Regions from separate parts of the Mus musculus genome. Here region 2 is linked to region 1. A link is a contact called in public HiChIP or PLAC-seq data. All regions are on one chromosome and are shown on one strand. Each heading gives the region's core, a stretch centred on a gene start, on an enhancer-like site or on the middle of the called end of the contact. The rest is flanking DNA. Distances are from core to core; before and after follow the strand shown.

Region 1 (6,863 bases), core at 1,064-3,563:
TAGTTTTCTAGCCAATCAGGCTGACTTTTTTATTAAAGAGTAACCTCACAGCAAATTACTGTATCTTCTACAGTGTTCTACAGTGTACTGGAAGGTGGTACAGCGCTCTTTCAGTCCTAGACACCAGCTTAGAGTCCCGGGAAGGAATGTCATGTAGCCCCAAGTCTCTGGGTTCACATCTTTGTCGTAACAGCAGCCACCTTTCATCCAGGATCCCGCAAATTTGAATCCAAGCTGTAGAAGTGGAAGGCGTTTAGCAATGGAGGCAACTTGAAAGGCCTATACTTTGAGGTTTGCTTTGTAGCTTGCGACATGCGTTTACTGTGTTAGTAAGCATGCCAAAGGATAAAATTAGGTGAATTCCTTGCTATAGCATGTCCAGGGAAGTCCAGAACCATTGATTTAAGTGGTTTTGGGAAAAAAAATCAGAACTTGAGTTGTCTACCCAGGTCTAATGTAAGAAATGCATCATAAATATGAGGGACCAGGAGAGGAAAAGGTAGGAGAGGGGGGAGGTGGGGAGGTAGAGGGAGGAGGGGAGAGGGAAGTCAGGGGGAGGAGAGGGGGACGGAGGGAGAGCTTGGAGAAAAGGAATTTTAATTTTATGGAGAGGAAGCATTGTTTTTCTTTGCAGATTAGCAAATAAATTTAATGTGACTGCGCTACTATTTCTGCTAAATTCAATGGATGCTTGCAACATGAATATGTGCTGACATCTCTTTTTTAAATTTAATTTATTTTATTAGCAATGCATTCATGTAGTTCAAAACAAACACTGGCTGGCATATAACAAAAGGTCTCTTTTTTTGTTTCTTTCCACTCCATTCCCAATCCTTCTTCCATGCCTCTTCTATTTTCTTTCAAAGTTTTCAAGATTTTCTTTATATTTGAAACATAACACGTCAGCACTTTTGGAAGTATGCATGAGTGCAAAGAATCTAAACCAAATTGTAACTAACACAAAGCGTTGGTCAGATCTTTGAGTTTCCTAGTTGTTGGACCATCTCACTAGCTCTAGTCTTTTGATTTCAAAATTAGGATTCTATGCTAAAATATTTAAAATTATAGGCATGTCTGTGTAAAGTTAATTATTTTTCCATAGGAAATGAATAAATTTGGGTCCTTGAAAAGTTTCGAAGACGATTTTCTCACTAGGTGGCGCTTGTGTGCCTAGAGGTCTCAGCCTGAGTAGCCTGGCCATCTGCAGATCACCAAGCCTTAAGTGGTTACCATGGAGACCCCCAGTATCATAGAGAAATGGACTTCAGGATTTTCTTCTCGATAAAGAATGATTCTTCTAACTATGTGTCTGCTCTGTGTCGTAATGCAGCCTTGTAAGTAAAGAGAAAATGTTCTTTTTCTCTTATTTATCTGCAAGATGAATTATGTAAAATTCAGGTCCAGGCGAGGAGAAAACTGTCAACTGTGTCTCTGAACTGTAGGACAAAGTCTGAGAACACTGGATTTTTATACAAGGAAGGTGCCTGTCACTTGTGAATAATTTGGAAGATGTCTTCACCTTTCCTTTGAAGATCCCGAAGTCCACTCCCTAATAAAATGCTTTAAACATCTTCTGGTGGTATTACCTTTCTGGGTGTAGAAATGGACTCTGTGTTATAAAGAGTCCAAAGTGATTCATCCATTCGGACTCTTCCCGCCCCATGTAGTGAGTGCCAGATAACCCAGGTATTTCCCTCTGGATACTCTGGATACCCAGTCAACAAGTCGAGAATTCCAAGGCAATAAGAAGGAAGAGAGTGCAACCAAGATAGAGGAGATAGATACTGCTAATTTTTATTAGCTATGTCTTATATCAAAACATGTCTTGATTCACCTGATGTTACCCCTATGTGTACTTGGTTAGATGGCTAGACAAAAATCGGTGTTCAAGCTTGATGGGGAAGTAAACTTCAGTCTCTTGTGGTCCTCACAAAAACCACTCCAGTCAAGCCAGGTGCCTTTGCACATGGCAGACCTTTGTTTCTTGTCATCTGTGTGAAAGGGTACCTCATATTTCCCACGTTCCTCATTCAGATGATGTCTTTCAACCAAACACAATTCGTGATTTTTAAATCTGCGAATCACTTTAAGTTGGGGAACAAAATTCACGTGGGTATGGCTTCATCTACTTGAAATTATTTCGATCTCTGAAAATCAAAATCTGTTGGTCTCTTGTACAAACTGTGGTCTCAGGTCTCATTTACTGAAATGTTCCCTTACTAGTTAAGACTCTCTGGGAAAGATGGGATAAGCAAGTTGGACGGCATCCATTCATTCTTTGGGTAAAGCAGGTCTGGTCGCAACACCAGTCCCATGGAGAAGCATCCAGTAGGCACCCAGGATCATGGGGAATATACAGCAAAGGGTTTGTATGTCCGGCTTCCACAGAGCACGAGAAAGTACACAGCCCAGTTTCCTGTTCTCAGAAGTTCTTAGAATGAAAGTGGGAGAAGAAAGGAGGCTTGAACACAACATCTTCCATCACCTAATGTTTTCTGTTTCCTTTTTCTTGATTCTTCCCCAGAAAGTGGGGGGAGGCAAAAACGATGTATTCCAGACTCCAACGGCTCCCATCATCATGGTGCATACCGTGGAGAGCTCGTTCTCAAGGCTCCTTGGGCGTGAGGATGCATGCCAGCTCCTGCAGTGTCCTGCATGGTGCAGGGACATTAGTGAAATATGAGAAGGCCCTGAGAAGAAAGGAACACCTACTAGCCAAGATGAGGTAGTACATACACTGCTTGTTTCTAAGCTACTGAGGTCTCAGCACATGGTTCTTGTGTTCTAATGAGAATCTGAAGAGCCATCCTACCTGCTGTTTCCCCATGCATGGTATACTGAGCCCTGCTCCTGCGGGCATACTGTGCCCAGCTCCTGTGCGGGTCAGCTTAGCACACAGGCAGCAAAATGCCATGCCTGTGAAGACTCACAGGATCACAGAGGGATAACCCATTCAGGGATCAGGGATTACTGAGGGATAGCCCACTCTCCCTGCTTTAGCCTTCTGCCATGCTCCAACTGTTAGTGACGTCATTGCCCAGTCCCACAGTGCTCTGCGGTGCCCAGAGGAAGAAAGTGGAACAGCCCTCCCTACGAAGGACCAACCGTTTCCAGCATTTCTTTAATCGCATGTCTTTGAAACTGGCCAGATTTAAGTGACCATCTACTCACACTTCATAAATTCCCTTGCACATGGCAAGTCACTTCAGTCGCCCATGTAGGCACTGAAAATAAAAGGGATCGCTGTGGAGAAGCTGTGGCAGTCATCACACTCCTTTTATCGAAATCATATGCTAATTATCATTTGTTTGTTTGTTTTGTTTTGTTTTTGTTTGTTTTTTTCGAGACAGGGTTTCTCTGTGTAGCCCTGGCTGACCTGGAACTCACTTTGTAGACCAGGCTGGCCTCGAACTCAGAAACCCACCTGCCTCCTAATTATCATTTATTAGGAATGACAGGGCGGTGTGGTGTGTCTATAACTAGCGGGTGTGTGTGCAGAGGGATCTAGAAAAGTCTCTCGCTTTAAGATGATACAGTCTGCAAAGAGAGAAAACACAAAGACCTCACAAACAAACCAATGAATCATGCCAGGCCGTGATAAAGACTCTCCGAGGACACAGTTACCCAGCGATGACGTCACAGAAAAGGCAAGAGGGCCTGACAGGGATCTCAGAGGACAAACAGAGTCTCACCAGACCCGACGGAACCGTTCCAGGTGGATGAAGGGTGTGATCGGAGCGGCCTTAGTGGAGTCTGTGGAAACTGGGAAATAGTGGGCCTTAAGCTGGGAATGTGGATTCAGGCCAGAATGTGGAAGGAAACTAAGGCGCTTGGACTTCATCCTAGTGGTAATGAAGAGATAATGAAGATTTTTAATTAAGGGTTTGGCATGATTAAGTGGTGTTTTAGGGAGATTACCGTGGCAGCAGTGAATTGGAGGGGGAGAAACAAGTAAGCGATTAGTTAGGATGCTATTATAATTACCCAGGCTTGAAGCAGCAGGGGTCCAGGGGCAGTGGGAATAGAAAGGAAGGGTGGAGAGAGAGAGATAGCAGGACGGGATGCCAGGACAGTCTTGGTGACTCATGGATGTGCCTGACAGAAGGAAGAGGGAGATCAGCCATGGGGGCGAAAGGTGAATGGGAGCGGTGTAGCTGGACTTGAGTGACTACGGGCATGAGCATGCGCAGTGGGCAGCTACATGAAGATCTAGGACTAAGGCCTTAGGGGGCAGCCAGGATAACCACGTAGGTTGCCACTGGAGCGACCTCTCCATAAGTCAACCTGATTTCTCTCCTCAGGAAGAACTGCAATCCAGTGACTAAGCAGCTATGACAGAATGTGTGTATTTTGGGACGTGTTTCTACATATCAACAGCAAGGCAAGAGGAATCCAGGTCATTTGTTGAATATTTTAAACTTCCAGAAAATGACTTTTTGATAAATCACCCAAATACTTCAAATTGACATTTTTAAAGGCAAATTTCCCAGAAAGTATTCCCAAATGTTTAAATTTCTTCCTTTTGGGGACCTTGGCCTCGCGGCACATAATATTGTTCAATTACAGAGTCGTTTCCATGTCCAAAGTGGCAGAAGCTGTGACCAACTCGGTCACTGCTGCAGGACTCTAGGTACAAGAGCCCTCATAGCCTCCTCCTCCTCCTCGGTCCCTACCTAATTCTCTTATGCAAATTAGCCGGAAGAGAGTCTTCCAGTTATTTTTTTCTTTTAATCAGGGAAGTGCATTCTTCTAGCAAAAGGAACCCACTAGAAGATGCATGACCATCCTTTAGTGCGTTCCCAGTACTGATGGCATGTGGCCACTTGGAATCCCACCAACCCAGATGCCAACTGGCACCTTGCTTTAAAAGGTACCACACTGATCATCAGACTGTGGCTGTGGTACCTGATGAAATAGCTGTGGACTCACCCAGCTGCTGAAGGCTGTCCCGTGTGACTCACAGGTCACTATTTGAGCTTTGCTAAGAATCCAAGCGCCCACACAAGCCAGGTGAGTGAGCTTCTGACCAAAAGTCAGAGTGGGGAAAGAACTCTTCTTAAACGTTGAAAATAAATACTGGAAAAGGTTTAGCTCCACATCAAGAGAGAAAGTGTCCCCATATACCTCTGCACAGTGCTTGGTCTTCTTATGAGGCTCCCAGGAGGTGTTTGGAACTTCTAGATATTTCATTTCTAAAATTAATTTATTATTATGTACCTGTGTGTGTGTGTGTGTGTGTGTGTGTGTGTGTGCCTGCATGCGTTTATGTGTGTCATAGATGTATAGGAATCAGCCAAGGCCAGAAGAAATGGTCATATGCCCCGAAACTGGAGTTAAACACTGTTAGAAGCTGCCCTGTGGAGACCAGGAGCTGAACTCCGGTCCTCTGCCAGAGTTGCTGACTCTCTTTACCTCTGAACCATCTCTTCAGCCCCCATCTAGAGATTTTGAATACGGGGTTCCACTGTGAATTTAGGAAGTCCATGGCATTTTTTTAGTGTGGAGGTCTGGAGAGCGGGATCCATAGCTGGAGGAGTATTGATCACCTTTCCTGACTGCCATGTGCCTGCGGGCACTTTAAGGTTTACTTCCTGTCCAGTCTGCCCTGCCCTCATCCAGAGGCACAGTCCCTAGACTGACTCAGGAGACACAGTCAGCAGCCTGAACCATCTCTAGTTAGGGGTGGGCAGGGGCTGGGCGGAGTTTGCTGAGATTTCCCACCCCAACCACTCCTCACATGTGTCAGGGGAGCAAAGATTCTCACTCCCCAGTTCCGTGTCTTAAGTTGACACCGGTCACCAAGAATCCTACTATGAATCGTGCTTTGTACAAAACGGACAGTTTTTTTATTATATCACCAGGAAGTTCCAACAACCCAGGCAGGATCAGCTTGGCGGAGAGCACCTCCTCTTTCACCCTCTGTAGGGTTATGGGGAAAGCTCTGGTGTTCAACGTGGACCACGACAATCTGGTGAACGCCACAAATCCTGCCGAGCCTGGGATTGCATGCCTTTTGATTAATACAGGTATATACTGAGCATTGTCCTGTCGATCTGCCACTCAGTTAAAAGATTCCCTCAGACCTCTGCAGCATGACCTCAGAACTCGTTTTAAAGCCCTTAATAGCAAATAAATGCTCAGGAAAAAAAAAAGAGGGAAATCCACAGAAATATGTATTTTTATTTTTACTGAGTTGGTTAAAAAATAATTGTTGATGTACCTAAAATTTTAGATATTCCACATTAAGTTCAATTTTAGTACTAAGGTCCTTCCACCTGTATTTGCCGTAGCTTGCTACATTCCTAAGGACTATATAAGGAAACATTGCATGGGCCAGCAAGAGATGGCTCAGAGAGGAAAGGCGTGCCCCCCAAACCAGTGCTCTGAGGTCCGTTCCAGGGAAGCACCTCGTGGAAAGAGAAGGCCCACCACACAAGCTGTCCTTCTACCTCCTCATCTGTACCATGGCTCGTGTCCTCTCTCACTGCCACAAAACAAATAAATGTGACAGTCATAGAAGAAAGGGGACACCGTGCAAAGAAATCTAATTCTGGCCCATTGGAAGCAACCTGACTTGATAGTTTGATCTTAGTTTTCCTTCAGGAAAAAAAAAAATACAAAGGTCAAAAACTAATCTTTTCCCAGTTGTTCTCAGTTGAGAGTGAATTCCGAATTTCCCTTTTATTAATATCTTGCCCTTTATTGTGTGTCAGAGTGGAAGCGGTGGAGGCCGGACTGTGACCATGATGTATGACTTTCCTGCTCTCCCTTCTCCTGTTGAGTGATTATCATTTCACAAAAGTTCCCTCTGAAAGGGAGGAATGTGCTTTTAAACCACACGGTTCCCAATGAACCACCTCTGC
Region 2 (6,810 bases), core at 3,131-5,630, 260 kb after region 1:
AGTTAATTCTCAGTTAAATGAAGTTATATTATGATCATTGGTAATACATACTAACACATATCCATTACCTATTAAAAACACAGTAGAATTAAACCAAAGCTTTCATTTTCATTTAACAAAATTGATGGAGCCAATAAGTACATGCAAAGATGTCTAAAGTCCCTTGAGCAAACACATGCTACATGCTCATTAAGATAGCTAACAGAAAAAGACTGACAGGAGCCAAAGCAAGTGAGAGTCTAGAGAATGGAGTGTTCTCTTCAATATGTGAAATAACAAAAATGTGTTCTGCAGCTTTGGAGAATAGAGATTCAAAAGGAAGATGTGAGCCAGGCATCTGTCTGTCTGGAGGCTTCTTCAGTTCCCTGCCTGTCTGTCTGGAGGCTCCTTTAGTTCCCTGTCTGTCTGTCTGGAGGCTTCTTCAGTTCCCTGCCTGTCTGTCTGGAGGCTCCTTTAGTTCCCTGTCTGTCTGTCTGGAGGCTTCTTCAGTTCCCTGCCTGTCTGTCTGGAGGCTCCTTTAGTTCCCTGTCTGTCTGTCTGGAGGCTTCTTCAGTTCCCTGCCTGTCTGTCTGGAGGCTCCTTTAGTTCCCTGTCTGTCTGTCTGGACCTACTTCAGTTCCCTGCCTCTGTCTGTCTGGATCTCCTTCAGTTCCCTGTCTGTCTATCTGGACTTCCTTCAGTCTCCTGCCTCTGTCTGTCTGGAGGCTCCTTCAGTTCCCTGCCTGCCTATCTGTCTAGAGACTCCTTCAGTTCCCTGTCTGTCTGTCTGTCTGTAGGCTCCTTTGGTTCCCTGCCTCTGTCTGTCTGGAGGCTCCTTCAGTTCCCTGCCTGCCTGTCTGTCTAGAGACTCCTTCAGTTCTCTGTCTGTCTTTCTGTCTGTCTGTCTGTCGGCTCCTTCGGTTCCCTGCCTCTGTCTGTCTGGATCTCCTTCAGTTCCCTGCCTGCCTGTCTGTCTAGAGACTCCTTCAGTTCCCTGTCTGTCTGTCTGTAGGCTCCTTTGGTTCCCTGTCTCTGTCTGTCTGGAGGCTTCTTCAGTTCCCTGTATGTTTGTCTGTCTGTCTGGACCTCCTTCAGTTCCCTGTCTCTCTAAGCTTTTCCTCTCCATCACGAGCTCCCTAGGTCTTTCTCTCATCTGCTTCTGCCTTTGGCCTTTAGAATCTACCCAGGTAAGTCAGGATAAGCCCCTTCTCCCAAGATCCTCAACAAATACACCTTTTACCATGCTAAGAAATAGTTAAGGTTCTAAATGTGAGCTATCTTCAAGCCCATTACCTAACCTATATACCCACTAACTGGTAAACCATTTTATCCATGCATCCACACACAAGATGTCCACTCAGGAGCCAATTCACTCATAAGTGTAACAAGAGGGCTGTCTTACAAATCCTCTTTTCTAAGAGAAAGACGATATATCCCAAAGTTTACAAACCATATTATTACATTAATGCCATTAATTAATAATCTGTTACAAGAATTTTCTGGATGACACCTGATAATTAGTTACTAAAGTCTGGCAATTCATGAAGCAGATGGACTTAAAAGATACTCTAGGAATTTTTCAATAGAGATGGAAATGTCACCCATCTTGAATATCATAGGATCATATGACTTTGTATATTTCAAAGCTTATCACCTGTAATTAGTGAATTTGGTTCGATATAACATATATTCATTACAGATTTTTTTAACAGTCCTAGTGATTAATGTTGTTAACTTGACAGGGTCTAGAAACTCCTAGAAGATAAAGCTTAGAGTATATCTGTGAGGGGGATTTTAGATGGAGTTAGGTTGTAAAGACACAATTAATATTTGGCAGCACTATCCTGGTGTCCTGTCTGAATCAAAAAGCAAAAGGAGCGAAGAGCGACATTCAGTGCTCTTGCTTTTTGACAGTGACTGCAACGTGACCAATAGCATCACACTCCTCCCACCAAGCTTTCCTTGACACTGTGGACTGTAAGCCCTTGGACTGTGCACCCTTGGACTGTGAGCCCTTGGGTTGTGAGCCCCTTGGACTATGAGCCCATAAACTGCAAGCCTTGGACTGTGAGCCCTTGAACCATGATCTCTTAGACTGTGAGCCCTTGAACGATGAGCCCTTGGGCTGTGAGCCCTTGAACTGTGTGCCCTTGGGCTGTGAGCCCTTGGGCTGTGAGCCCTTGAACTATGAGCCCTTGGATTGTGAGCTCAGACACATCCTTCTGTCCTTAAGTTGTTTTTGTTAGGTATTTTGTCACATAACACACACTCCAATCAAATACTAGTAATGTATTTATTCAGATAGAAAATTTGTAAAATCTCTTTTTAAATTTAATTCTTATAATGGGCTCCAGGTCAGATGATATATTGATCCCTCCCTCCCCCATTGTTCTGAGATTAATAAAAAGGTTTAGGAAATGCATATAAAAAGTATCTTTTAAAGATGTTAACCCAGAGAAGGTCAAGCCACAGCCTCCTCCGGTCATCTTAAGTCCAGGGGCATCAACACCAGGTACTCATGCTTGCCCTACATTGAGCCCTGCAAAATCAGTTGTATGTATGAGATACACCAGAACTTGAGGGCTGGACAAGTTCCTACCTGGCCCCAAATAATGTCCCTTTGAATCTATCTCCATTGTGCAAGTGATGAGATTTTTAAGGCAACCAGTGACTCAAAGGGTCTTTGAATTTTGAACAATCATATCAGATAGGGTGGCTCCTTATTCTACTGCTTGGGGATCATCAACACCCCAAGAAGCCACCAAGACAGAGAGAAGCAGAAACAAACCAACCAACAAACAAAAACAATAAACATAGTGGAAGTACCATTTTGTTTTTTTTTTTATGAGATTGCCAACAATGCCTGACAGATCTGTCACCAATCCTTAGCCAGATGTCTTTCTGGAAAAATCCTGGAGACTGTCTAATCTGTGAGCTTCCATGTTGATGGTTGCTGCCCTCAAGATATCACAGTACTGCAGTTGAGAAATATGAGGGAATATGTACATGTATGTATTTACATATATTTACATATGTATGTATGCATGTATGTATGTGTGTGTGTGTGTATTTAAAGTTAGCTCATGTCCTCCCCTCTGTTTCCATCTCTTCCTTAGAGTACATTCCTGGCTACAACAGAGAGACTCAAGTAAGGCACATCCCATACTGCATCTGTTCAATTATCATGGTAGTCCTTCAAGTTTCTACAATTTGCTATGATTTTCAACCTCTACACGATTTATTCTTTAACCTACACCAGTTTCTGACTTTTTAAAAGATTTATTTATTTATTTCATATATGTGAGTACACTGTCACTGTCTTCAGACACAACAGAAGAGGGCATGGGATCCCCATTACAGATGGTTGTGAGCTACCATGTGGTTGCTGGAAATTGAACTCAGGACCTCTGGAAGAGCAGTCAGTGCTCTTAACCACTGAGCCATCTCTCCATCCTTCCCCCTCCCCCCCCCCCTCCCCCAGTTTCGGATTCTTGTTTGTCCTCCTTGGATCCATTCTTCATAGTGGCACACTAAAATTGTGTCCCAAAGACAAAACAAAGCAAACAAGCACAACAGAAAGAAAAAAGAAGAAATCGAATCCGGGCTGCAGAAGATGCTAATAGTTGAAGCACTTGTCAGCAAACATAAGAATTGAACTCTGGGTCTCTAGAATCCACAGACATGCTTAGTTGGCACGGCAACCTCCCTGCAATTCCAGCGCAGCAGGAGTGGACAAGAATCCCCAGAGCAAACTGACTGCACAGACTAGCCAGACTGGGGAAATTCTGGGTTTAATTGAGAGACCCCCTACCTCACTGAAAAAGACGGAGAGTAATAATAGATAACAGTATATGTCAGCTTTTGGGCTTCATCTGCACAAAACTCAAGTGTATAAGCGTGTGCGTGCGTGCGCGCGCGCGCACACACACACATGCGCATGCACGTACACAAGGCACCTTTGCAGGCCTGTAGGAAGTGGGGCTGACTATCATCATGAGCACACCTACAAGTCTGATCTCCTTAAACTGTGTCCAAGCTAGTCTCTGCCCACTGCAAGGCACTTATTTCATTCATTCTTTTCATGAGATGCAAAAACATAGTTCTAGAAAAGGCTACGTTCAGACCAGACCAAAAGTTCATACTCAAGCAGCACCAACGTAGCCAGAATCAGGTGTGTCTACAAAGCTGCTTTAGAGGCAGAACGCCCACCGCCCTTGCTGGTGCCACCTTGTCACTTGTGGAAGACACTTTTTAGAGAAGGTAGAAGTCCCTGCTTGGTCCTGGGCCTCCCGTGGGAACGCGCCAGCCATTGCTCTCCTCAAGGGCTGGGGCCGTGCCACCTCCCGGCCCTCAGGGTGCGGAGCCCGGTGCCTGTGATCGCGCGCCAGGGAGCAGGCGGGTTCCCGTGCTGGCCGGCCGAGGGCGGCGCCTGTGATCTGCAGCCAGGGAGCGCGCGGGGCGTCCCCGGAGACCCTGTGATCGCGCGCCAAGCGCATCCCCGACCTAGCGCGCGCGCGCGCGCGCACTGTCTGCCCGGAGCTCCCGCTGAAAGTGTCCCCGGATGAAAGGGAAGGGGAAGCGGGCTCAAGCCGGAGAACTAGGTCTGGTGAGTCCTCTGAAGCCTAGCATCCTGCTCTTTACAAACGAGGCACCCCCAAACCTTCCTTAATGCCCTTTCCGTTGCCTGATGGAAACAGGAGACGCTTGCCCTAAGCAACGAAAAATGCTCTTGGAGATGCTTGTCTCGAAAAGATGCTCTTGGAGATGCAAAGGAGATCGCATCTCTTCTGGTGTCCAGTTAGAGAAAGTTCTGCCTGGCTTGGTATTGTGATTCGCGAGGTGATAATCAAACAGGTGTGAATAGTTTAGCATCAAAGAACCGTTTCTTTCTAGAACGGCTCCCTCTGCTGATTGAAGGAAGACAAAAGCCTCCATTAGCATAGGGTGTGCAAAGCCACCTGTTCAAATAACTCTGCCAAACAGAGCAAACCAGCCTTGGAAAGAAAAGAACCCCAGAGCAGTGCAAATATTCGCAGCAAAGTTGAAGGATTAAGCTGATCACAGTCGCAAGCTGGGAGGAGGAGGTGTTTCCCGTTCGTAATAAAAGCTTGCAAGGGTTATTTTTAGCAGCCTGTTTGATTCCATTAGATGAGGCGATAGCAGCTTTCATGGTCTTGTCAAAATAAAATTATGGGAGAAAAACTTAGTCTGCCCTAACTAATCCGGCAAACGTTTCTGTTTGGAAATTCTGATTTCAGGTCATGGGTGAACAGATAGGGTTCTGCCCAGAAACAATGGTACAGCGCAGGCCAATCTGTGTCTGCGATTGTTGGACCTGTTGCCTCCCATTCCAAGAAAACAAAACCGCGATTTCATCAGCATCGATTTTTAATATTTTTGAAATGTTATTTTACATTTGTTTTGTGTCGCAAGAGAGAAGCGTGGGAAGGAGTGGGAGAGCAGCCGAGAAAGGAGCCAAGAGAAACTTGACTTTGGGGCGAGTGGGTGGGAGATCAAAGGATGAAATGGTGGCAGAGCGGGTGGAGGAGAATCGGAGCCCAGCATTATGGGAACAGCACATTGGCACGAGGGGGAGGGGGGACGAAGAAGGAGGAGGGCGGGCCTGGGTAAGAAGGGTGATTCTAGCAAAGAAGGGGCTAGGACCAGTCTGTGGTCCTAACAAGAAGCCTCCACTCTGGGTCCTGCTGTTTAGAGGACCCCCACCAGCTCTCCTAGGTGCTGGCTGGTTACTCTGGTGAGAAATTTCCGAGAGCCCGAAGAACACACCCATCTAGGCCTTAGTCCTCAGACACTGGCTGTCCGAGTGTGACGCACAAACCTTGAGCAGCAGCCTTGCTTGGCAGTTTGGAAACACAAGCTCTCAAGCCCTGCTCCACATCTTCACCATTTTAACACCTATCAGGTAGAAAGAGGCACATTCAAGGTTCAAGAACCCAGAAGAGCCCGCCCAAATGGTGCCAGCCCCCTTCAAACACCTACATGGGCCTCTTGCTTGATTCCATCCTTGCAAGGGTACACTGTAAAGCAGTACTACTAGCACGAGTAACCCAGGGTCTGAGCCATTTGTGAGGCTAGAAGGAGTGGTCAATCTTTGTCCTTTAGAGTGTTCTTGTGAACACAAAGCCCTCCTTTGCAAGGCTGTGGGGCTCTCACGGTGCTGCCCTGATTCAGGACGAAAAGGCAAGTTCTGGAATCTAAAAATCTTAAAAAGGAATTGAAAAATGGAATCAGGACTTCCAGATATTAAGGAAGGAGTTTGTTTGTTTGTTTGTTTTGTAAAAGATTCATTGTAATCATTAATGTGATTTCAACTTGGAGTTAAGGGGGTGGTTCACAGGTATTGGTCTCAACATTTCGTTAATGTGGTTGATATATTTACCTATCGAGCCTTGTGATTGGTGGCTGCTAGTCGTGTTCTTGCCCTGGGCTAGAAAGCATTATGGCTGAGCACTGCAGCTAGCAGACACTTCCTACCTTAGAAGAGGAAAACGCGGCAGGAAGGAATCAATGTCATGGAGCTTTCCTGGATGCGTAAATGCATGCTCTTTAATCATCAGCCTAAAAGTTTAAATTACATCTGAATTTTTTGTTTAATGTTGATAATGTTGGTGACAGTTGTTGACCTAAAATAAGGATTAGCTTCACGAACAGGCAGAAATGAACTTGTTCCACTAACACTCAGTATGAAAGCCGTTCATTTTTTCTCAACCAACATTGATTATTCCTCTATTATGGTCCAGACACCATGTTTAGCCTGCCTGTGCTGAGTGAGAACTGGCTGCCCTCAAATCTCCTTGGCCACTTAAGCAA

What was found. HiChIP or PLAC-seq counts read pairs in DNA pulled down with a chosen protein or histone mark.
Region 2: an H3K4me3 HiChIP or PLAC-seq map of neural tube shows a contact between it and region 1, with 5 times the contacts expected there. The contact joins the enhancer-like site here to the promoter of 4933431J24Rik in region 1. A contact is called at or near these places in 2 of 15 datasets of contacts at CTCF or cohesin (large pre-B cells and pro-B cells), 39 of 484 Hi-C or Micro-C datasets (ECoMG myeloid progenitors, the G1E-ER4 cell line, cerebral cortex and 8 more), 14 of 115 datasets of contacts at active chromatin or transcription factors (acute myeloid leukemia, differentiating embryonic stem cells, embryonic basal ganglia and 7 more) and 1 of 9 other capture datasets (embryonic stem cells).

Annotation. Positions count from the first base shown.
Region 1 is chr14:118,208,652-118,215,514 of GRCm38.p6, forward strand. It overlaps 4933431J24Rik (a long non-coding RNA gene), which reads left to right and starts at 2,314. Exons shown (of 5, transcript XR_383762.3): 1 at 2,314-3,848; 2 at 4,302-4,396; 3 at 4,736-5,010; 4 at 5,862-6,026; 5 at 6,291-6,863. Gm31981 (a long non-coding RNA gene) reads right to left here and starts at 3,054. Exons shown (of 2, transcript XR_383764.2): 1 at 2,813-3,054; 2 at 1,770-2,651.
Region 2 is chr14:118,469,546-118,476,355 of GRCm38.p6, forward strand. No RefSeq gene overlaps it. Among named protein-coding and RNA genes, the nearest start is that of 1700044C05Rik, 110 kb to the left of the region's middle. Within about 2 kb of position 4,381, at least 50 of the 459 cell types and tissues checked have an H3K27ac peak or open chromatin away from gene starts, as enhancers often do. A contact at or near this core is called in cerebral cortex, differentiating embryonic stem cells, embryonic basal ganglia and 2 more, where this site is marked.